Regions from separate parts of the Anas platyrhynchos genome. Here region 1 is linked to region 2. A link is a contact called in public Hi-C data. All regions are on one chromosome and are shown on one strand. Each heading gives the region's core, a stretch centred on a gene start, on an enhancer-like site or on the middle of the called end of the contact. The rest is flanking DNA. Distances are from core to core; before and after follow the strand shown.

Region 1 (7,049 bases), core at 2,291-4,790, 60 kb before region 2:
CTCTCTTTTGAGACAAGATCAGCCCTACCTGAGACTGTCTACACAAACTAACAACCCTCCTACTGATCTGGTACAGTAACGGATAGATTTAAACAATTTTATGCTTTGTACCTATGGAATGCTCCCAAGATTTTCTTATTTATTAATTTAGTTTTACAATGGACGCAGAGTATTATTTTACTTACTTAGGGTTCAAAGACAAGTTTATAAGGAGAAGATGTTAAATCACCTTGTTTCAGCTCTCACATCACACTGATCAAAAGATCATCATGTCATGAAAATGAAAGGGGTGGGTTAGGAACCTATAGTATCTTGGTTTAAGCCTTATCTTAAATCCCAGAACAGTGTTCCAACTCTTTTACGTGTTGTCTTTATGGAAGGCTTAAAAATTGACTTTAAACACTTTTTCCAAACAAATTATTTAGAATAGCAAGAAAAAGAACAGGGAAGATTATTTTCTAAGCAAATTATTGAGCAGAACTGTACTTTCACATTTTCCAAGGTGAACACATTGCCATCACCAAACACTTGTTTTCTACACCTATTTGTGATACGGATGGAAATCTCCTTTACTTGTATACTGTTACAAGGGAATAACTCTTAATACTAATAAGAACAGCCATTTATAATCTGGAAAAGCTACAGATTTTCTCCGGCATCGGCACACCCATCCTACACTAAGAGACAAAAACCCAATGCAAGCTATAATTGATTAACTTTGACACATTTTCTTCTACTGAATCCTTCAGGGGAAAGCCACCACTTTATACCTTTGACTCCTTTTCACTAAATGTACATGTCCAGACACCATTTTCAGATTCAGATTTACTTTACTGCTTTATTTCAACATAAATAATAACCAAAGCCAGACTCAGGACAAATATTGCCCCTCTAAAACGAAGGAATACAGAGGCCTCTCCATTCTTTATGTTACCAAAGGCACCTAGTACTTCAGAAAAAAAAAAACAAAAAAAAAAACAAGAAACTTAACTGTTTAAAGAGATGAGAAACAGTACATGATCATGCTTCTAGCTTTTAAGTATGTTTTAGTGTGGAACAGAAGGAAGAGAACACCTATATCCCTTAACATGTTTTGTCAGCCAGAGATTGGAATAGTCCCAAGGTTTTGACAAGAACTTACAGCTCCCAGCTGCTTTTTCGGCCAACAAAATTTAAAATATGTAATTATCAGTACCAAGCGCTGCTGCCTTTTGTCTTTAAAAATGTGCTATATATAAAGCTGTTTCTGAAGTTACAAACAAAACATCACATTGTGTAATAAGATAATAACAGAAAAATGCAGTAACATTAGTACCAATACTCCATCCAAAAAATTAGTCAGGTGTATTACAGGAAAACAACTGCAGTGACAGCGAAGTCAACTGACAGTGAAAGAGACAGAAATAAACTAACCTCTCTTCCTTTAAGAACACCAACAGTACAAAAAAAAACTCAAGAGGTCAAGGCTGCAAAATACTCTGTTGGAGTAGCCAGATGCTGCTAGCAACATGCTGCTGGAAAGCTATGTCAGACAAAATGCAGTACTTGATTAGAGAACACAGACTCTCTCACTTGATTGTTCAAAGATAAATAAACGTATTAATACCAAGTGATCACAATACGAAGCAGGTCTAAGGAAATTGTTAATGGTTACACAGCTCTAAAGCTCTTGACCTCTATTTTCTGAAATCCTGCAAATAGAAGTCATAGCTTTAAGGCCTAGGATTAGATTCAGACATTTCACACCTGCTTCTTTTCCAAGAACAGAACTGTACACTAGTACACAGACTATCAACACACCGCAAAACTGTATTCAATTGGAAAGCTATCCCTTCGCTGGCTAATCATGTTAGATTTGCTTTGTCAGAGATGTCAGAAACAAATAACATTGACAGGCATCGCTGAACTGTTGACCCAAATGTTCTTCTGCAGTGTTCCTATAGTATTCACAAAGTATTCCTCTATTTGATTACAAATGGTGGAAAAAGCTAAGGATATTTTAAGATTTTTTTTCTTGACAGAACAATAAACATTCTCCATTTCTGCAGGGAAATGCACTTCTCGACATTGGAGAGAGGATATGAATCAAGAAGTTAACATTCACTTCATAAAACATGTGCAGTATCAAGGGACAGTGGAATATTTGAGACAAAACCACCTCGTTTTGTTATATTCTAGAAGTCCTACCTGAATAATATTGCTTACATATGTCATTCTAACTATTTACAGGAAAAGAACAGAAGAAAAGCACAGAATATCAGGACACTGAATAATAAATTACTAGAGAAAAGCTTTCACAAATTGAAAGTAATTTGAATAAAATGCATATTTACCATTCAGGGGAACAGACTGCAGATGTTCACTCATTTTTACATCCATTAATTTACATTTTTCCAGGAACTCAAATGTTTTTAAGCAACGTGTATTTTTAAAGCAATTTTGTAAAATGTAGGTGTTGGAGAGGCAAATTCAGTTTGTTAGTTGATAAATAGCTTCTATGCCATGCTTTGATCTTCAAAATTAGTACGAAGAAGGACTATTTTCCCCTACTGTGGGAACCTTAATGAACATGACAAATTAGTTGAGCAGTGGCCACAAATGCTTAAGGAAGTTGAAAACATTGCCATTACCATGCAAATGCATTTTAAAATACAATCAAAAAACATAGTATGTCAGAGTGTTAACTAATAAACCCAGATAAGCCACTTTGCTATCCCTGTATCAGAGCTTCAGAAGTCTAATGATGTCAGAAAAGGTCAGCATTTGAGATGCCAAACATACTTCTCTGTCAACAGCACATTTCATTATGTTTCCCTAATTATACATTCCTGAACCGCACTGAGGCAACTCCATGCTAGAAAACAAAATCTGACTATGAAGTCTTTGCAATATCTGGACCCCATGTGAATTCCCTTTGAGCATTTCCTACAGTTATCTAGGTAGGAAAGATAACAGGAAATGAACTGTTGTTAATGTCATCTTGAAATAGTTACAAGATAAACTTCAGGTTTCATCAGCAAGTTTGTACATATAAACCTGCATTTACAGCCTTCGGTTATTCTTACTGCTGTATAATGAATTTAACTACAAGACAGTAACATTGTTAAGAAGAGTGCTTAACAGCTACTATCATCAAGTTCTGCCTAGAATGGATGTAGAAATTCTCCAAACTACACCAGCTACAACCCTATAGATTATTACATGTTTTAGCAAGTATTAAGAGTTACATTAAGGGAATAATCCTACTTGGTTTGTATCATTGAGAAGAATAATGTATATAAAAGTGCATAGCAGCTGGTCAAAAGAGGTGATTCTCTTGATATATTTAGCCTTGGTGCAGCCTCACCTGCAATACTGCATGTAGTTCTGGGCTCTGCAATATAAAAAGGACATTAAGGTCCTTGAAAGCATCCAGACAAGGACAAAGCTAGTAAACTGGCTGGAGGGCATCTCCTGTGATGAGAGGATGGGCACTCAGGTTGACTAGCCTGGAGAACAGGAGGCTGAGAGACGACCTTGTTGCTCTCTGCAACTCCCTGAGGATGGGAAGTGGAGAGGGAGGCACTCCTCTTTTCTCCCTGGTATCCAGTGACAGGACACACAGGAATGGTTCAAAGCAGTGCCAAGGAAGGCTCAGACAGGACATCAGGAAAAACTTTTGAAAGGTTAGACACCGGAACAGGCTGCCCCGAGAGGTGGTTGGTGCCCCATGCCTATCAGCGTTCAAGAGGCTGCAACTTGTCAGCCCCAAAGTTGTCAGGCAGTTGGTCTCTGACCTTTGGAGGTCCCTTCCCACTAAACTATCTTTTTTTTTTTTTTTTTTTTTTTTTTTTTTAAATTTCACAAGACTAGATTCTCAAGATGTTACAACTTATGAAGACATACAAACTGCATAAATTACAAGTCCTCTGAACAAGTTCCTACCAGAACCCTCAAAATACCAGAGTTATTGTTATATGTCTTGAGTAATTAGTTTTTAAAAATGTTTTTTAAAATTTGACATGCAGGACACCAACCAAGTCTTACAAAAAAAAAACAACAACTAACACCTGTTAGCATTACAATGTACTTCCTTGTAAACTTCAAAAAAAGCAGCTTGCCAAAGCCCCTAAATCATTTAAAGCAGACAGGTGTGCTTGTCACATACCACAAAACAAAGATAAGTCAGATATTCTGGTCAGATGTCAACTTCATTCTTTGTCTACTACCAAAGAGAGACTACCTAAATAGAAACATCAGTGTCTGCGTTAGCAGAACAGTGAGCAATACGGGTGCTGCACAATACGGGTTTTAACACAATACGGGTGCTGCACAATACGGGTTTTAACACGAGTCTGATCCTCTAGTGATGGATACATTACAACAAATTCAGTAATATGGATTTTGCTTCATGTCACACAGGAGGAAACTGTAATCAAAGTTCTCAAAAAACATACTCTTGAAACAGATGACGTATAGTGACTCTGGGATAAGAAATTAAATTTCCAGACTAATGTATAAGCCTCTAAGAAGTAGGTAACAGTTTCAAGTTATTCATTTAATTCATCCAGAAATGGGAGTCTTCACATTTGCAGCATCATAACAGAACAATCCTCATATGCAGAGATGATCCAACATGCACTTCAGAATCAGAATCACCTAGGTTGGAAGAGACCTCCAAGATCACCGAGTCCAGCCTCTGACCTAACACTAACAAGTTCTCCACTAAACCGTATCACTGAGCTCTACATCTAAGGGTCTTTTCTAATGCACCAGAGGACCCTTCAAAACAGGACTACAGCAGTTCCTCGTACCAGCACTCTCTTTTGTAACAAACTCAGTTTCAGAAATTTCCCATCCTACCACTTCCCAATGAAAAGGCACAGCTCTTTTTGAGATCCTATCTTTTTTTTTCCTCTTTTTTTTTTTTTTAAAACAAACAAACAGATAGAATAGCTGAACGGATACTGTAACTTTTGTCACACATTTCCTCCAGTGCAACAGTCTTAAGAATGACCAAGCAAGCAAAGCTTCTACTTGATTACTTCTGAAGTTAGGAAAAGTATCACAATACAGCTGTGATACATCTCAGCAGCCCAACAGCATGGTGAAGTTGTACTGCTGTACAAAGCAACAAAGACGGGGCTGCCTGAGAGGCCAGCTACAAGATACCTACCTTCTAGAATTCACTTGGAAAAGGTATTCAAAAAAGCATGGGTATTACAAGAAGAAGTAGAAAATAATTCACAGGAAACTAGTTCCAGACCACAGAAAAGCACCACAAAATAAGAGAGTTTACGAACTACTGTTTTGTGAAGAGAAACCTGGCTAGGCCTCCAAACAGCATACCTACCCGTCCAGCTGAACATGGCTTATTGCTTTTATTTGTACAAACAGGAGGGTTTGGCTGTGATGTAGCAGATGTGCAAATAGCAAAACATAGTTTTAGCTCCAAAAACCTTAACAGAGAAGGCAAACTGAAGCCTTTGCAATCATTCCTCCAGTTTGAATTCTTGTTGACAGCAAGCATCACTAAAGAAAGTGAAAAGTATTCTTTTCCTCAAACAAAAATATAGACTAGATTTTTTTACATATAATACACCGGTTTTTCTAACATTACTTATTCATTATATGCAAGACTGTATACAAATATACACATTTTTATAAAAATGTATCAGTAATCCTTCTGGTATGCCAGAGAGAAAGGCTAGAATTCCCCAGGAAACCAAGAACAGGGTAGGAAAGGAGCTATTTTAAATGTTGTATTGCTGCAAGTCATATTAGGGATAATTAAGCCCAACATCCAAACAAGTGTTTTATCATTTTGTTCATGCTCCATTAAGGAGTGTTGCCAAGACAACAAATGCAACAGGACCTTTGTTCTGAATACCCAAGACATTTTAACTATTGGATATTAGTCTTAAATAATGATGTATTCCTCTTTGAAAACATTTTTATAAGGGCATTGTATGTTCTATCTAGGTTTACAGAACGCAGATAGGAAATAATTATTAGGTTAAGTTACTATCCACTATTTCTCAAAGAGCAGCTAGGCTCGCTGCTTAATTATTTTAATTATATGCTAGAACATGTAAAAAAAAAAAAAATGAAGTTCAAGAGCACAAAGGGAAAGAAAAAGAAAACCTGAAATATTAACTGTTCTGTTGAGATTTTACCAATTCATAGCAATAGCACTAACCAAACATGCAGCACAAGTGAAATCCCACAGCCACAAAAAGCATTCCTTTACTGCCATCTAGCCTCCAGTAATGAATCTACAAAAACACACCAGGAGGGAAAAATGGTCCGATCATCTTTCTGCAGAATTTCAACTACGGCTAGGAATGTTTTGTAACTCCAGTTTTGGTTTGATTTACTTTAGAGCACAATAACAGAAAGACATAAGCATTAAGTGTAATGAACATAGGCAATATCTGCTCCTTTCTACTCATTGCTTCTGTTTCCAGAAAAGTCTACCAATATCAGAAGTTCAGCATTACTTCTGAAGTTACTTGCAGTTAATGTACAAGTAATGGACCATTTTACATCATAAAGCAATATGTATTTTTTGCTTAAACTCTTAAATGGCAAAAACACCGCTATGAATGATGTTCTCTCCACTGACTTAAACCTATATTAGAGCTGCGAGGTTCAGCCTACATGAGTATGGTGAGAGGAAGACCTTGAGAGTCAGGAGGAACTACAATTTAAGTAGTTTGTTACCTCAGGACTTCCAGATTACCAGACATCCTGTATGATGGGTCTACTGCTCATTTCTAGGGATCAGTAGAGACACATGCTTCAGCTCTCCAAATACTTTTGAACTTGGTTTTACTGCCTCTTCTTAGGCACATGCATCAGCGGTGAATTTGAAAAACACATAGCATGAAATACCAAGAACAATCCAGTTTAATTTGGCAATTCAGTTATAATAGAAGAGCTATGTAAAAGTACCTTCAGGCTCAAACAACTCCCAGTTGATAGTGAAATCAAAACAATCTGAATTTAGAGGAACACCATGGGCAAGGTAGCTACCAGGAGATCAATTAAGTTTCTTCTGTACACTAAGT
Region 2 (7,095 bases), core at 601-3,100:
AAATACAGAGGGTGTATGAGACTTATTAGGATACAAAAGATGGTATCTTGGACAAGAGCAGGCAACCTTACTCCATCATCTGAACCAATTGTTCCTTGGAGCAAGTGCTTATCTAAAGCCTGCTAAAGAAAAAAGCACAATATGACATCTAAGTATGATATTACACCCCCATAAATAGCTTCAGGTCAGGGTTTGATGATGTCTGTCTGCTTCTTGTATGACTGAAATGATGGCTTAGCCTGGGACTCACATATTAGGTTTTCTTCTTTTCTTGGCTTGGCTGAGATTTTAAAAATGAAAACCTGTGCTTTACTATTAACTACATTAAAATCAGTTATCTCAAGACTTAAGTACATTCATGTTTAAATAATAGCTACCATATGATTTAAATTAAAATTGCACCTATACTTGGTTAATTAGATAATGGAAAACTTTTTGTACTTGGAAGTGTACTTATACTTCTGCATAAAGTCAACCCTTTGTGTAGAACAGAAGTCTGTTTCATATCAACTATTTGATACCATAATTAGGACACATTCAAGCAGAGAATTACCACACAGTACCAACGCCATCAAAAAAAAAATCAAAGTCTGAACTTTACATGAACAGTTGCAATAACAGATAACAGCACAGAAAAAAAATAAAAGTGGTTAAGTAGACTATTCTTCAAGGATTTCTACATTATCTTCTGATTTATTTTCTTTTTGTTTCTCTAGCACAAAGCACAGTATGTATTTAATATTTTTTAATTGGAATAAATGCTTCAAAGCAATGTAAGGTTTCTAGAGTTTTGTTTGACAAACATCGAGTTATTTCAACTTAATTGCTGTAGTTTATTATGGCATTTTTTACACTTTTTATTCAGCCTTGGTTATCGACAGTAATGCACCTATTCTTATATTTCTGCTTCATCTTGACAGACTTGTAGATGTACTAATTTAATTTAATTATTTGCATTCCTTTACTGACTTTAAACTTAGAGTTACTAGACACTTTCCAGTCAACGGGATGCTTGACAGCAACCCCATATACCATGAAATAAATCCAATTCAGTTAGTCACTATTGAGAAAGAGTTTCAGGTTGCTTTTGACATAGATACTCTGGCACCAGTAACTGCACAGGCTGATCGCAATTCAGTCTTGAGGTAGGGATTTGTGTGCTATACTGTTTCAAGCTGCCAAAGCAGAATGGATATAGCTTTTGGGGTATGTCCTCATGATGTAAGAACAGCAATAACAGAAGTAGCTCTAACATTTCACCTAAATCGTAGCTACTGAGCTACAATTTTCTAAGGAGCCTGTGGAACGAAAAGGGAGTATGATAAGTCCATGAACATGTGCTGAAATGCCTTGCAAAACTGAAGCTTCTTTCAAAAGTAAGAGATCCCACCCCAGTTTCTCCCCCACTAATTTCCAGAGAGCAGGATATACAGCCTTAAAAAGGAAGCCCTGTTAGTATTACTGTGCAGTCTTAAAGGTTAGCAGTTACTTCCAGTGCCTGCGTGGAGAAACATTTTGCAAGCAAACCAAGGAGCACACTTGCACTGCAAAGGCTTCACCCCATTTCCTTCAGGAATATTGGTTTGGATGGGCCCACAGTGTTAACTCCAGCACGAGAGGTTTTTATTGCTATTTTTGTATGCTTTTCAGTTAACATAGCTGCACATTAAAGCAGAAATGGAGCACAAACTTTTATTTCTAGGCCTCAGCACTGAATGTTTGCCTAGGATCTAAACTATTGTTTACAGCAGTATTTGCTTATGCATGTGAAAACAGCCGCAGTATACAAGGCCAACTTCTCAATTAGTATCAAAGCTAGTTCTCCCCCGTGTAAACATGCCTCTGATGAGCAGACCCTTTCCTTGCAGAAAGCCTGAGCTCAGAAGTGTTCTCCCACCCCCAAGAGGCAGGGAAGTGTAGGTCTAAAGATGACAAATGGAAAATATGCACCAGGAATTCACCAAGACATTCACCAAGGCCAGGATCTGCCCCTACCCTGGCACAGATTTGGAGTAAAGCTGGTGGATTTGCAACCTCCGTTTCTAAGTAAAGGGACTGGAGGTTGTCCCCTTTTTTGTTTTGGCACGTTCCCGAGGGGTTATTAGCAGCAGGGGAGAAGTGCAAAGGGAGTAGGAAGCTGTGATCCTGGCCGTGGCACTCATACACACAGTGATGCTGGATGGCAAAAGCAGCACTCAAGCTCCTGTGCCACCTGAAGAGTGGAACAACAGCACGAAGAGAGGCATGCAGGCACTTCCAGTGAGCAGAGAAACATCACCAGCGCCCTGAGAGCACGCTCTTAATGTCAGTCCCTGCAAATGAATTTATAAAACACAATGAAAATCTCAAGGGCCTTTTAGGCTCCTTGAAACCCTACTGAGATATCCCCAGCTGTACCAGACATGTAACACATGACTTTCTGTTGTCTTCTCTGTTTCTCTCTTGCAGTGGCATTGAAAGCATCAGCAGCACCCATCAGAGTAGCCCTGGTCCACATCAGTCAAGTGGCGGCGGGGTTACAGGCTGCCAAAGGGGGCCATGCAGCAGCCAGCCCCACATCACTCCCATTTCAGAAGGGATGCATTTTTCACTCTCATCAAACAACAGCATTTACATACGTGCTAGTGGAAAGATAAATCCCACGTGCAAAGTCCCATCCAGGTCTGCAGCACTGCCTGCGTGTTGCTTGCCATCGTTATGACTTCTCCCTGGGAGAAGACTCCTCTTGTACCTTCCTGAGAGGGGAGAAAGTCCCCTGCCTGCTGCAGAGCTAGGTAGCAGGCCCACGGGGGTTAACTGATGGCCCAGGGAATTGATTTGTCAGCAGCGATACAACAGCAGGATGCGCTGCAGGATGACACAGCAGAACCAGAACGAGGGAGTCGGACCCTGAGGGATCTAAAAGGAATTTTCCTGGCCTCTGAGCACCATAGGTAGTTGTCGAAAATACATTTTAATGTGCTCATGAGACTGAAATGGATCTAGAAGTGGAAAATTCCCTCACCTGTGAGGGCATCCAGCAAATTCTGCAGCAATAAACAAAATGCTTTCCGCATAATCAATACACAAGTTGAACTTGTAGGCTCTACAGAAATGTCCTTCTGTTTAATATGAGGGAGAAAAGTTACAGGACCTTGCTGGAAGAAAAAATGTTTTTTCCTTCAGTCTGTGACAGCCTATTTGGTTTCAGCCTGGGCTACAAAGCACCTGATGCTGCTGCTGGCCTCCTCCTTCACTGCACTGTGCATTAGTTCATTAATAGCCTGATACATGCAGGGTGGTAGATACATTTCCAGGTTTATTCTGCCCAAATATATGACACCTCCTGGAAGTTGCTTGTGAATATCCAAAACCCAAATTCAGCCTGTACAATAAGTCCCCAGGGCAGCTGACCTAAACCGACCAAAGGGGTATCTCCCACCCCATGTGAGTGGGAACCTTTGCTCCCACCCCTCACACCCCTTTTCCCTTCAGTGAAGTTCCCTTTACCACAATCAGGGAGCCTTTTTCTTTCCCAGCTTGCTTGCTTTCCCCACTGTCCCTTTGAGGAGAGGGAGTGAGAACATGCTTGTGGTGGAGCTGAGCTGCCAGCAGGGTGCGACCACCACAGCCCACTGAAGGAGTGCGCTGTGCTGCTGCTCCCCAGTTCCTTCACTGACATTTGTAGCTAAATTGCCAGAGCTAAGTGGTGGTGCTGTAATTACAGATTAGGAGCTTTTCCTACTCAAAATAGCCCTTTTCTTCCTCTTACAAGTCTCTCAAGCTGCACAATAGCCTGAAGTAGATCATGCAAGTACCAGCCCAGAAATTCTAAATGAACAGAATAGCCATTTCTAATTGTGAGTTAAAAAAAAAAAAAAGTTGACTTAAAGGACTTCATGCCACTGAGTCCTGTTACATGCATCTACCTAGCCCCATGCTGCTTTGTGCCCAGCTCATATAAAAGCTGATTCATGGCAGTACCTGGAAATGAGATTAAGACTTCCCATTGCATCCAACCCCCTTCCCTTTGCACCTGGGCAGTCTTTTTACTGCAGTTTTAAATGACCGTATGGCTCTCATACAGCAGGAACCAACACAGGGCATTTTTATGGACTGCCTTCCAAACAGAATACTGCAGAGCTGTTGAAGTTTCCCAATGTATTTTCTGGGGGTGCTGATGGGATGTCAGGTTTTAAAGATTTCTGGATGAGTCATTTCCAGCTACACCAGTTGCAAGCACCTCAATGTAGTGATTTTTGCCTCAAGTGACAACAGATAAATTGCATCAATAACCTGACACTGTTACGGGCCTCACCTGCAGAGGGATACTAGGGTATGTAAGCCTCTAGCATAGATGACAGAGTGCCAGAAGGGCCTTAAAAACTCCATATTGAGAGAGACAGACTGCACCTGAAACAGCAGAGGCTGATCCTGGGCTATATTTCATCGACACTTTACGCCAAGGGCACATGAGACTCACTGTGGTGTGCAGCAAGCTGTGCCTGCAGGGGAAGCCCGGGGTCAGGCCAAGGTGACCCCACAGCAGCTTAGCACTGGGCATGCCCCCAGTTAATCTGACCCTACCGTGACATTATTAACATGTAACTGGCAGGAGCTCTGCCTGCTTGCTAATCCCATACCTGGCACACAGACCGCCAGTCAATCATCTTCATCATCTTCTCATCCTGGGTGATTTTAGTAGCAAAATGTTTTTTTCCACCAGACATTTCTTACAGCTCTTCTGTAACACCAGGCCCTACCCATGCCTACTGCAGCCAGCAAAAGGCTCCCATTGGAGTAGTTCCTTTGAAGTTTTCTTCCATAGTCAATTTAGATTTGAATTAACATTACAAATTTTCTACTCTATTAATTTCATCACAAGTCCTTTTATGCAATTGAGTAATTAATTTCAATTCTCAATAAGGGCTTTCATTAAAGTATTGCTATTGTTGAAACCCTATTTTCCTCAAAAGAACGGGTGGGACATTCTCTGGAAAGGCATTTAAACTGTTCCTCATATTTAGATAAAGTTAGTGATTGAAATTACTCATATATTATTCAATTTAAATTCTGTGATGTTTCCAGCCCCATATCTAAAATTAAAACGAAGGCTAACTTTTCTCACAAGCTGATAGAAATAATGCAGCTCTTATATCTCCTCAGTAGCCAGTTATATTGATTTGCATTCGTATTGTAGTTATCTATAATAAAATAAGTTAACAAACCTTAGCTGATACGCTGTACTTAATCATTTCATTTGTAAGTAAATGTGAAATACAGGTGACAGCCTGTATTTATTTATACATTGCCTTGGCAGCATGAGATTTAATTGTTCTACTGTGTCTCATAGAATTGAAATCTTTTGTTCCCTTTTTCTTATAGTGCCTATGAGGCACTAACAAGCACCACAGCATTTTATGTGTGTGCAAAGACTGTGGGAAAACAGCATGCACAATCCCAGGTCTCCAGGCTCTGCAAGGGGAAGGCAGGGGGGAAAGAGGTTGCTGTGTAAGACCTTTGTGCTTTGAAGTTTTGGTTGCCCCAGGTGCCTCCCCCATGGGATCTTTTCCGTGCTGCTTCCAAATCCTCTGTCCCACTGCTGGGTCAACACACAAAGAAAGCAGCAGCACTGCCCTGGAGGATGGAGTGGCCACAGATAGGAAGGTCCCTGCCCCGAGGGACAGAGGCCAGCTCATGTGGGCACTGCACACTGCCCTCGGTGGCAGCACCACCTCACCTGCCTGGCTGCTCCTGGGGGACCTCAAAGACGCCCACAGCTCTTCTGTGGGGTTTCTGGCTGGAACTTGGGGAGGACGTGCAGTGTGACGTAGGTGCCATGTTGTACAAAACCATGTGGTGTCCAAGGACTGACACCCTGCCCTGAAGGCTGAGAACAGGGCTCGAGTTCTTGCAGACACGGTAACTGCTTTGTCCAGGCTCCGGAGGACTGTGACAAGTCTACATGCTTATTATCTGACTTCCTGAGCTGCTTTTCAGAAGCAAGCATTTTTTTTTCCTACAGAAAGAGCAGAACATGGTATCTGTTCTGTAAGAACAAACATGAATTTTCTGTCCACAGTTTGACAAGGACTAAAGGGCAGCGGTAAACAGCAAAGCTTCAGATTCAATAAGCTACTTAAAGCAGCTGTGCAGATGCCTCTAGCCAGCAGTGTGCTCATTTCAACAGCTGCATGGCATAAATAGAAACTGCTCGCTCTTATCTCTCGGCTAAATAGATGGCTGTGGGCTTTAACCCCTGTAAGGGTCCTGTACAGTTCCTTCAGGAATTATTTAACGGAAATGCCTCTAAGCACATCAGTGACAAGCTGCATCACCAGGAGACCTGCTCCAGCTTCCTCTTTTGTACATACCGAGAGTCCTCAGGTCTCTGCTGTGGTGTGAACTAAGGGAATCTGACCCGCAGTTATCCCAACGTAGACATAGCCTAGAACATTAAAAATTAAACAAAATCAGTTATTTAACTGAACACTCGACGTATTTCCTAAAACACTTTGTTGTGCCCAGAGTATATCCAGGACTCACAGGCACAGTACAAGGCAGAGCTCACATGCATTAGCCACCTGTACACCACAGTGGTCTAGCCTGGTTTTGCAGCCCTCAAAACTTCTGACTTCTGCAAGAGCAGCAGTTACGGTGTCCCTGAATGCCAACACACAGCTCCACACACAGCAATGTGGCTCAACATAGGGAACACGCAGCTGGCTCCAATGTATTTGGATACCCTGAACCCCAAGTTTTTGGTATAACAGCAGAGTCCTGTTACACCAAACAGACAAAAAAAAAAAAAAACAGTTTATGTTGCCAACGGTCTGCAAGGACCGTGTGTTGAAGTTACTACGTGACCAAACCAAATCACACTGCAGGTCAGCAACCCACTGGGCTCTTGCTAAATGCAGTACTTGATATATTTTCAAGCAGTGTGATCCCTAAGCAGGGAGCCATGAACCACATGTACAAGAATCACTGCATGGTATTTTCTGTACAGAAGCAGGGCTTCCCTAACTATAGCAAAGACACCTTCCAAGACGAAGAAAAAAATGTCAAGGGAGGACTTTTTCCACTATCTGCTGAATTAACAATATGTCAGAGTAT

What was found. Hi-C and Micro-C count contacts between places; a contact is called where the count stands out from the background.
Region 1: a Hi-C map of liver shows a contact between it and region 2, with 2.2 times the contacts expected there. The contact joins two enhancer-like sites. A contact is called at or near these places in 2 of 8 Hi-C or Micro-C datasets (liver and skeletal muscle).

Annotation. Positions count from the first base shown.
Region 1 is chr6:11,236,207-11,243,255 of IASCAAS_PekinDuck_T2T, reverse strand. All of the region lies in intron 3 of CCSER2 (coiled-coil serine rich protein 2), which reads right to left. Among named protein-coding and RNA genes, the nearest start is that of CCSER2, 30 kb to the right of the region's middle. Within about 2 kb of position 3,540, at least 1 of the 8 cell types and tissues checked has an H3K27ac peak or open chromatin away from gene starts, as enhancers often do.
Region 2 is chr6:11,174,361-11,181,455 of IASCAAS_PekinDuck_T2T, reverse strand. It overlaps LOC110353920 (a long non-coding RNA gene), which reads right to left. Exons shown (of 5, transcript XR_011810338.1): 4 at 6,354-6,427; 5 at 5,217-5,998. Among named protein-coding and RNA genes, the nearest start is that of CCSER2, 31 kb to the left of the region's middle. Within about 2 kb of position 1,850, at least 2 of the 8 cell types and tissues checked have an H3K27ac peak or open chromatin away from gene starts, as enhancers often do.